3 separate regions of the Mus musculus genome follow, and all the other regions are linked to region 1. The links are chromatin contacts, called in public Hi-C maps. All regions are on one chromosome and are shown on one strand. Each heading gives the region's core, a stretch centred on a gene start, on an enhancer-like site or on the middle of the called end of the contact. The rest is flanking DNA. Distances are from core to core; before and after follow the strand shown.

Region 1 (2,509 bases), core at 7-2,506:
TACCTCCCATTTAGTAATTTTCCAAGTACTTTCTACTGCTTTCTGCTTAATATTCAGCATCAGTCCTTGGTTCAATGCCCACGGTTGAGTTCTAGATGGACTCTCCAGCGCAGAAACTTGTTCAGTCTTTACATTCACATGTCTTATTTTATCTTTCCATCCAATTTCTACAGTCTATTTCATTCAAAATTCATCCCTAAACCCCTCTCTAAAAAGTTTGGATCAAATTGGGCTGGTGGGGCAAGAGAAGAGTGGGAGGCAGGCAAGAACAGAAAGAAACCCAACTGCCAATCAATACACTGTACTGCTTCATTCAGATTGTTAGCTGAAATAAAAAGCGTGCAGACTCTTACATGGCTATAAAATAATTTCCTATACTAAATGCACAAAGTGGAAAACTTTTTTATAGCCTGGTCGTGGACTCCAAATACCAATAAGAGGCTAAGACTCAAAATTTTAAAGAGATAAAAAAAAAAAAAAAAAAAAAAAGACATGGGAACCCGGGAAAGACCGAGGTTAGGCACAGCACACTAACCCACATTGACAAACTAAGTGAAATCTCAGGTCCCCTCCAGCCCATACCCCAAAATCAGGGGTGTCAGAGGGCTTGTGACTCACAGAGAATAAATCTGAACCTTTTCTGGGCAAGTTAGAGTGGGAAACCAAGCTTTACCCTCGTTGAAACGGTTACAGAATAAAAGCACACAGCAGCACATCACAGGTGTCTCATCCTCCATCCAAAGGGCAACTCCCCCACCACCTTATCCCCAAACTGGGAGCCTTACTCACCGCCCTATTGTGATGCGCCTTCTTCGGTTTGTCGCCGCGGTGACCCAAAGATGACAGGAAAGGGGCGGGGCACTGGGTTACTCTGCCCTGGAAAGGAGGTGTGAGAAAATAGCTTTTTTTCCCCTGGGAAAAGGCCTCCAGACTCCTAACCCAAAAAGCAGCTCCCTTCCCCGCCTCTCCGGACCCGGTGCTCAAGCGGGCAGCCCCGAGCACCGCGCCCCACGCTCCTGGAGCCGCCGCCAGCCTCCCGGAGCCCGGTTCACAGCAGCTAGCCTCGCCCTCGGCTTCCACTACAAACCCAGCCGCCCGCACCCGGCCCGCTCCAACCTGCTGGCCCCTGAGACGTCCACCGAGGGTCTTGGGGAAGAGCTCCAAGAGAGAGCGACGCTCCGCTCCCTCCGCCCACTGAACCGGACCCCTCCGGTGCTAGGTGTGAGGCGGCCGCTCCACCGGCTGCGCCTACCAGAGCCGCCCCGGCAGGTTGCAGGCCGGCTCCTTAGCTGCTTCTCGCGAGACTTCGCATTAGGAAGAGGTGAGGCGAAGCGAGTTCTCGCGCGAAGGACGGAGCTCCTCCCACAGTAGGCGTGTCACCGGGGCACTGAGAGCCTGAGTAGTGTCTCCGCGGTCTCGGTTGGCAGTGCTGTCCCGTAGCTTCCCCGCGAGCGCTTCTCTGCGCGGTGAGCCAAGAGCAGTCTCAGGCCACCTCCACACCTCTGAGCACACCCTCACTCCACGCTTCCTGTCACCGTTAGGCAAAAGCCGGACGGCGTCTCCGGGCCAGTAAAAGCAGTGCCTGGGAGTCTTCTTCTAGGAGAGCGTTTCTGTCAGCAGGGCGAACGCCCGGGTCGCCTTCCTCCGCGGGGTCCGCGAGCTGGTACGGGCAGCACGAGGCGTTGGCAGGCGGTGGTCCGGAGGTCGCCGCTTCCCCGCGGCCGCCGCTTGGTTTGCAACGCTCTGCTTGGTTTGAAACCCTCTGTTGTTGGCGGGAACCGGTGCACCAGCTGACACGCCTGCGGTGGCGCCACCTCTGGGACGCGGAGAATCAGCTGAATGGGTTGAGTTTCTGGCGGGCAAAAGCTCGCCAAAGTAGCACTCCGGTGTCACCGAACCCACCGTGTGCCTGATGGGAGGCTCTAAAAGAGATGGAAAAGTGAGGAAGTCACCTCCCCGGCGCTCAAAACTCTCCCCTCCCGGGACTCAGACCCACAGAGGAACGGATAATCCTCTTTATGCTTGCTACAGAACATACTCCCCTTAGTGAGTGAGCTGTAGGAGCTGATCTGAGACAATCCTGTTGAGAACCCCTCAGTGCAGTTGCTCGCTCCTCTGGTCTTGGGATTGCGAAGGGTGGCAGAAGCTGAAAGATTGAGTTCCAGGTGTTTCTGGGCTAACGTGAGATCTCATCTCAAAAAGCAGCCCTCCACTAGGGAGTGGCATTTGAGTCCAATTTTAAAGATCAGTAGAAGTTCCCCCATTTTGAGAAGAGAGGGAAGGGCATAAACAAAACCCAATACATGTTTCAGTATTTTGGTAAGAAAACTGTTTTGTGAAAAGAACTTTGTTTAAAATCTAGTTACTGTAAGAAAAAATTCCTTGGGTCCCATATGTGATACCACGTGTTTTTCAAACCAACATTTATGCTAAGTAAATTATCATTTGAAGTGGAAAACTGGTAGCAGGCATACTTTCCTCCTGAAAATGCTTAAATATCAGAGACCAA
Region 2 (2,509 bases), core at 4-2,503, 130 kb after region 1:
AGGTCCATCAAAGTGAATATTCAGCACTCAAACCTAACTTACTGAACACATTGCTGCAATGAGAAGCCACAGGAACTGACTCAGAAGCACTCTCAATGGTCAACTCTAGAATAAGTCTAGTGCCGAAATATTTAAGGATACTATTGTTTCAAATAAAATAATAAATATGCATTGTATAAAATATTGATTATACAAAGGATAGAACAAATAAATAGATATTGCTAAGGCCCAGGTAACTGTTACCTGTGTAGCCTGCCATTTTATGCTGTTACCTATGTTTTAAGAAAACTTTCTCGTAAGTTATTACTGCTGATACTAAGAAACTTTCTCGTGCCCAAGGTGATTGCATATTGTGTTATGCTCTGTGCCCTTGGAAACCAATCACTACAGAAGTCAGTTAGAGCTGCTTTGTATAGTTAGCCACAATAAACTTGGACCCAAATCAAGCACCCAGAAGCACTTCCTGCACCTGTGTGTGAGCTTTTGTGGTATTTGGCTTTATAAGCTGCTCCTGGGATGGAACCCAATGGGTATGTAAGGAAATGGACCAGAAATTCCTTACAGAACATTTAAAATCATATAAGTAGAGCTTACATTTTTTTCTCCTCTGAGCTTAGGCTGGCCTAGCGACTTGCTTTAAAGAACAGAATATGGGGAGGAAAAAATGATGTCACAGTGGAAAAGCCAGGCAAGCACCACCATAACCAGGAGGTAAGGTCAGCACCATCGTGGCCAAGCCATATGGACAATGTATGTGCTCTAACGGCAGCTACAGACAAAACTGCACTCAGCCTTGGTGACTGTCCTCAAAGCTCATATTGATTGTAAAACTATGAGCAAAATAACAGAAAGAAACAAACTGAAGAGTAGTCTACCCATTACCAACCAATACTCCCCAGACTACCAAAATCATGAAAGCAAGACTTAGAAACTGTCAAAGACGGGAGAAGATTATGAAAACACAGTGACTTAAACACACATGGGATCATAGAGTGGCTTCTAGATCAGAAAAAGACTGTTAGTGGGAAAACGGACTAAATCTAGATCATACCCTCAATTAGTTGCATTAAACTATGTTATTTTCTTATGATTTGTGTGTGCACAGTGAGTGTATAGGCCAGAGAATGGCCTCAGATGTCATCCCTCAAGTGTCATCTGCCTGTTTTTTTTAAGACAGTGTATTGCAGTGACCTGACCTGGAGCTTGCTAAGTAGGCTAGGCTGGCTAGGTTGTGACCCCAGAGATAAGCTGTTTCCACCCCACCAGCCCTGGGATTACAAACATGTGACATCTGGCACTTTTTATGTGGGTTCCTGGGATCAAATCTAAGTCCTCAGCTGAGTTACTTTCCTATCCCTAATTTCTTTGTTTTTACAACGACCGTCAGTTGTCACAATGTTGATTGTGTGGGGTGTAAATTCATAGGCTATTGGGTAAAAAGTATAGAGCAACTTACTACATTTGCAACTTTACAGTTGATCTAAACTTATTCTAAAAATAATTTAAACATTTTAAGCATGTTCAGAAAAGCAATTTTGGCCAGGGTTGTGTAAGGAAATATTTTTCTATGGGTCATGGGTACCTCCCTGAGCCTCACTATCAGTAACTGGAAAATACCTGGAGTCTAATTTCCCCCCACCCCTCAGAAGTAATTCCCGGCTTACCCAGCAACCTTTGGAATTCAACTTTTAAAGTATGGTTTTGGTATTTGGAGGTCCTTGAAGGGGGCCCCTGAGCATCCTCTTTCTTCGAAGAAATATTCTCTAACTGTAAATCAAATCAGCTGGCATTGGGCCAGTCGCAGCAACCTCAAGTTTTGAGATAGTGCATTTTTCACTAAGAACTGGATTATCCTAGTGCCCAAAGTCAACCCTCTAGGCCAAGGCTCAAAATGAGATCTGTGTCTCCTAGCCCCATTCTGTCACCCTTTCCCTCCCCACTGTTGCTTTAGTCCATTGGTCTTCTAGGCCACCAGCTCTTCCACAAGGGCCTCCAGCCACACCATGCCTGCTGGAGACAACAAAGCTGACTTATGATATTTGGTACCACTATTACTTTTTTAAAAAATAAATTTATCTATTTTCACCATTTTGAAAGACACCCCTTTGATGTTTTCATTAAGTAAAAATCGTGGCATATTCTCAAAATCATAAATATATAAAGGCACAACGCTGACTCCAGAATCTCAGCCTGACCAGTCCTTTAACACATTAACAGAAGTCTCCATCCTATATGACTAATTGTTCTTCAAGCTCCGTTTGTTTTCCTGACCTTTCCCTTATCAGTTGGTAGCTTAAAGCCTGGTAGAACCCGAATTGCTACTTTTCATGGGCGAAACAAGAAGTATGTATTGTGTTTGTATTTCAATTCTTGGATCCTTCTGATATCTAACTTTATTTTTATTTTAACTTTCTGCTGAGCTTCAAGTTCCTTTGGCCAACATGACTCTAAACTGGTAATCAATTTCTTTCAGTAACTAACTGTCACTGGGAAGTTTACCACACAAAAG
Region 3 (2,509 bases), core at 5-2,504, 74 kb before region 1:
TGTGCAGGCAGAGAGATACAGAGAAGGGCACTGAACCAATATGGCAGGCTTGGGCTGGCATTCTAGAGAAGTTAACAGAGCCAGTTTGGGAAAGGCAGTGGGGAGAGGCTCCCTGAGCAGCGGCCACTGCTTGGCATGGGTGCGGTGCTACCCCAGTGGTGTCTGTAGTCCCAACTTCACAGCCATGAGGAAGGTAAGAGGCAAGCGTGTCAATGTCAGCCAGGAGCTTTCAGTAGCCTTGCTCTACCTGCAATTCAGTCTAGCCCAGCAGAACAAACTGGCAGCTTGATATCGTGCTTATCAAGTGTGCCAAAGGCTCAGGGCTCCGTCCACAGTGCTGTGGTTAAAAGCTCAGGGCTCCATCCATAGTGCCGTGGTTAAAACCACAAGTCTGAACACAAGCTCGTCTAGTTTGGGGTTTTGGGTAGCCCCATGATTCAAAAGCAAGAATAAATGCAAAGCTAATTATAACATCACACCTAACACAATCAATCTAAAGTACTATGTTGATGTAATTATTACTAAAGATTTAAAGTTCTTTAACATTTCTTTGGTGCTGCCTCTGAAATCCTGCATATACTTCACTCAGCCCTTTTTAGTTCAGAAAGGCCATATTCCATGCTCAGTAGCAGCATGAACCTAGTGGCTGTCGCAGGGAGCACACATCCAGAATGGGGCTGACTGATCAGAGCCCCCAAGGGACTCTGTTAAGCTGAAATTTCAAATCAGTCCTGTGCCCCTCCCAACCGCTACGGTTCCCTGTTATCAGCCCCTAGTGGTATGCCTCCATTTCCTCCCCCAGAGGACCCACGCCACCTGTGCTCCCGCACTTCTTACCCTCTGTAACCGTTCCCACATGAGCACGGGCCCCCGGAGAGAACAGTGTGGCAGTAAGGGTTGTGTGGAGGTCACACTGCCCCTCCTGACAGACAGTTCTGCCCTCATTTCACCACATTTTGTGTTGATTTGCAGCTGGACTTCCGGTTAAAACGGATATAACCCCTGGGCCCTCCCGGCTATGCTCTGGAGCCCGCCGCTCTTTCTTCTGTAGAATGAAGTGCAACAGGCCTTCAGTAAAGGTGGAAGATAAGGACTTCGCCTCTACCTGTTCAAAGAAAAAAGGTACAGTTAACAGCCGTGAGGGAGGCTTATCTGGAGTCAGGGCTTTTCGGCTCTGCAGAGCAGCCACTCCGTAGCCTGCAGCCTGGGCCACCTCTCACCTTACAGCCTTGGGCAACTGGAGTGGGGGATGGGGAGCCCTAGAGCCCTGATGTGTTGCCATGGGGACATAGGCTTGTGAATAGGCTTTCTGTGTGTAACTTCTGATGTGGCTTGGGGAAAAAAAAAAAACAGTTCTGTCTCTTGAGTTCCCACCTTTCTAGAATCCTTCTGGCCAATTTCCCTAGTGACCTCATGTGTTGAACTGTTCATGGTTCTGTCTTCTCCTCTCTGCCCTGGGGCCACTCTCCTCTGTCCATATTGATGTGTATATAGGTAATGTCACCCACAGATCAAAAACCTCTAAGTTTACATTTCTACCGCAGCTTTTCTTTTGAACTCCAGGTATCTTCTTTATAAGCTTTAGGGGCGATCTAGAATGGCCAATTGGACCTCAACTTGTACCACCTGCTAATATCACTGAAGGGTATTTATTTATGTCCAGGTATAACAAGAGATTTTTAAAAAAAAAAATACAAAGTTCTTAAAAAAAGATTTATTTATTTTATAACTACACTGTGGATGTCTTCAGACACATCAGAAGAGGGTATCAGATCTCATTACAGATGGTTGTGAGCTACCATGTGAATGCTGGGAGTTGAACTCAGGACCTCTGGAAGAGCAGGCAGTGCTCTTAGCCACTGAGCCATCTCTCCAGCCCATAGCCAGAGATTTAAAAAAAAAATTATTTTCATTTTAGGCATTCAGGTGCTTTGTGTGTTTATAATGTGCTGCCTGGTACCCAGAGAGGCCAGAAGAGGGCCTTAGATCCCCTAAAACTGTCATTACAGATATGGGTACAGACATGAGCACCATATGGGCTCTCCTCTCCTGCAAGCGCAGCAAGCGTTCTTAAGCACTGAGTGGTTTCTCCAGCTGTGGAACCGGACATTTTAGGACCGACACCTAGGCTCTAGCAGCCGCAACGAGCTAGGCCACTTGTCCCATTAGAGAAACAGGTGAAGGTGACAGGGAGAGATGTCTTCTGTGTGGCCCATAAAGAGAAGAGAAACAGATAAAAGCCCCAAGTCTGTCTGTTGGAGAACTGACCCATGCTTTAGGATGAAATAGAGGAGTAACTGGAGCAAGGGGCAACAAGCCTCATTACAGCTGTAGTCTGAGTGTGCACTGGCTGAACACTGGCTTAGCTCAGTTCCTAAACACTGGGCCAAATCCGTAATTACTGGGATGTGAAGATACAAGGAAGGCTTGGGACACAATCGCTTCCGGGGTGAAGCCTTGCCCACATGGGTAACCACCCTTGTTTGGGATGGACTGTTCCTCCCGGGGT

What was found. Hi-C and Micro-C count contacts between places; a contact is called where the count stands out from the background.
Region 2: a contact with region 1 is called in a Hi-C map of rod photoreceptor, with 2.1 times the contacts expected there. The contact joins the enhancer-like site here to the promoter of Btbd10 in region 1. A contact is called at or near these places in 5 of 39 promoter capture datasets (the HPC-7 cell line, erythroid cells, macrophages and 2 more), 1 of 15 datasets of contacts at CTCF or cohesin (pro-B cells), 16 of 484 Hi-C or Micro-C datasets (the 63-12 cell line, the C2C12 cell line, CD4 T cells and 13 more), 2 of 115 datasets of contacts at active chromatin or transcription factors (effector CD8 T cells and large pre-B cells) and 2 of 9 other capture datasets (adipose tissue and pancreatic islet).
Region 3: a contact with region 1 is called in a Hi-C map of pre-B cells, with 2.9 times the contacts expected there. The contact joins the enhancer-like site here to the promoter of Btbd10 in region 1. A contact is called at or near these places in 1 of 39 promoter capture datasets (pre-B cells), 2 of 484 Hi-C or Micro-C datasets (the G1E-ER4 cell line and pre-B cells), 3 of 115 datasets of contacts at active chromatin or transcription factors (the 230-238 cell line, embryonic stem cells and memory CD8 T cells) and 1 of 9 other capture datasets (adipose tissue).

Annotation. Positions count from the first base shown.
Region 1 is chr7:113,368,083-113,370,591 of GRCm38.p6, forward strand. It overlaps Btbd10 (BTB (POZ) domain containing 10), which reads right to left and starts at 1,257. Exons shown (of 11, transcript NM_133700.2): 1 at 1,117-1,257; 2 at 790-876.
Region 2 is chr7:113,494,743-113,497,251 of GRCm38.p6, forward strand. No RefSeq gene overlaps it. Among named protein-coding and RNA genes, the nearest start is that of Far1, 18 kb to the right of the region's middle. Within about 2 kb of position 1,254, at least 3 of the 459 cell types and tissues checked have an H3K27ac peak or open chromatin away from gene starts, as enhancers often do. A contact at or near this core is called in rod photoreceptor, where this site is marked.
Region 3 is chr7:113,294,472-113,296,980 of GRCm38.p6, forward strand. It overlaps Arntl (aryl hydrocarbon receptor nuclear translocator-like), which reads left to right. Exons shown (of 20, transcript NM_007489.4): 12 at 973-1,122. Among named protein-coding and RNA genes, the nearest start is that of Gm33721, 34 kb to the left of the region's middle. Within about 2 kb of position 1,255, at least 146 of the 459 cell types and tissues checked have an H3K27ac peak or open chromatin away from gene starts, as enhancers often do. A contact at or near this core is called in the 230-238 cell line, the G1E-ER4 cell line, embryonic stem cells and 2 more, where this site is marked.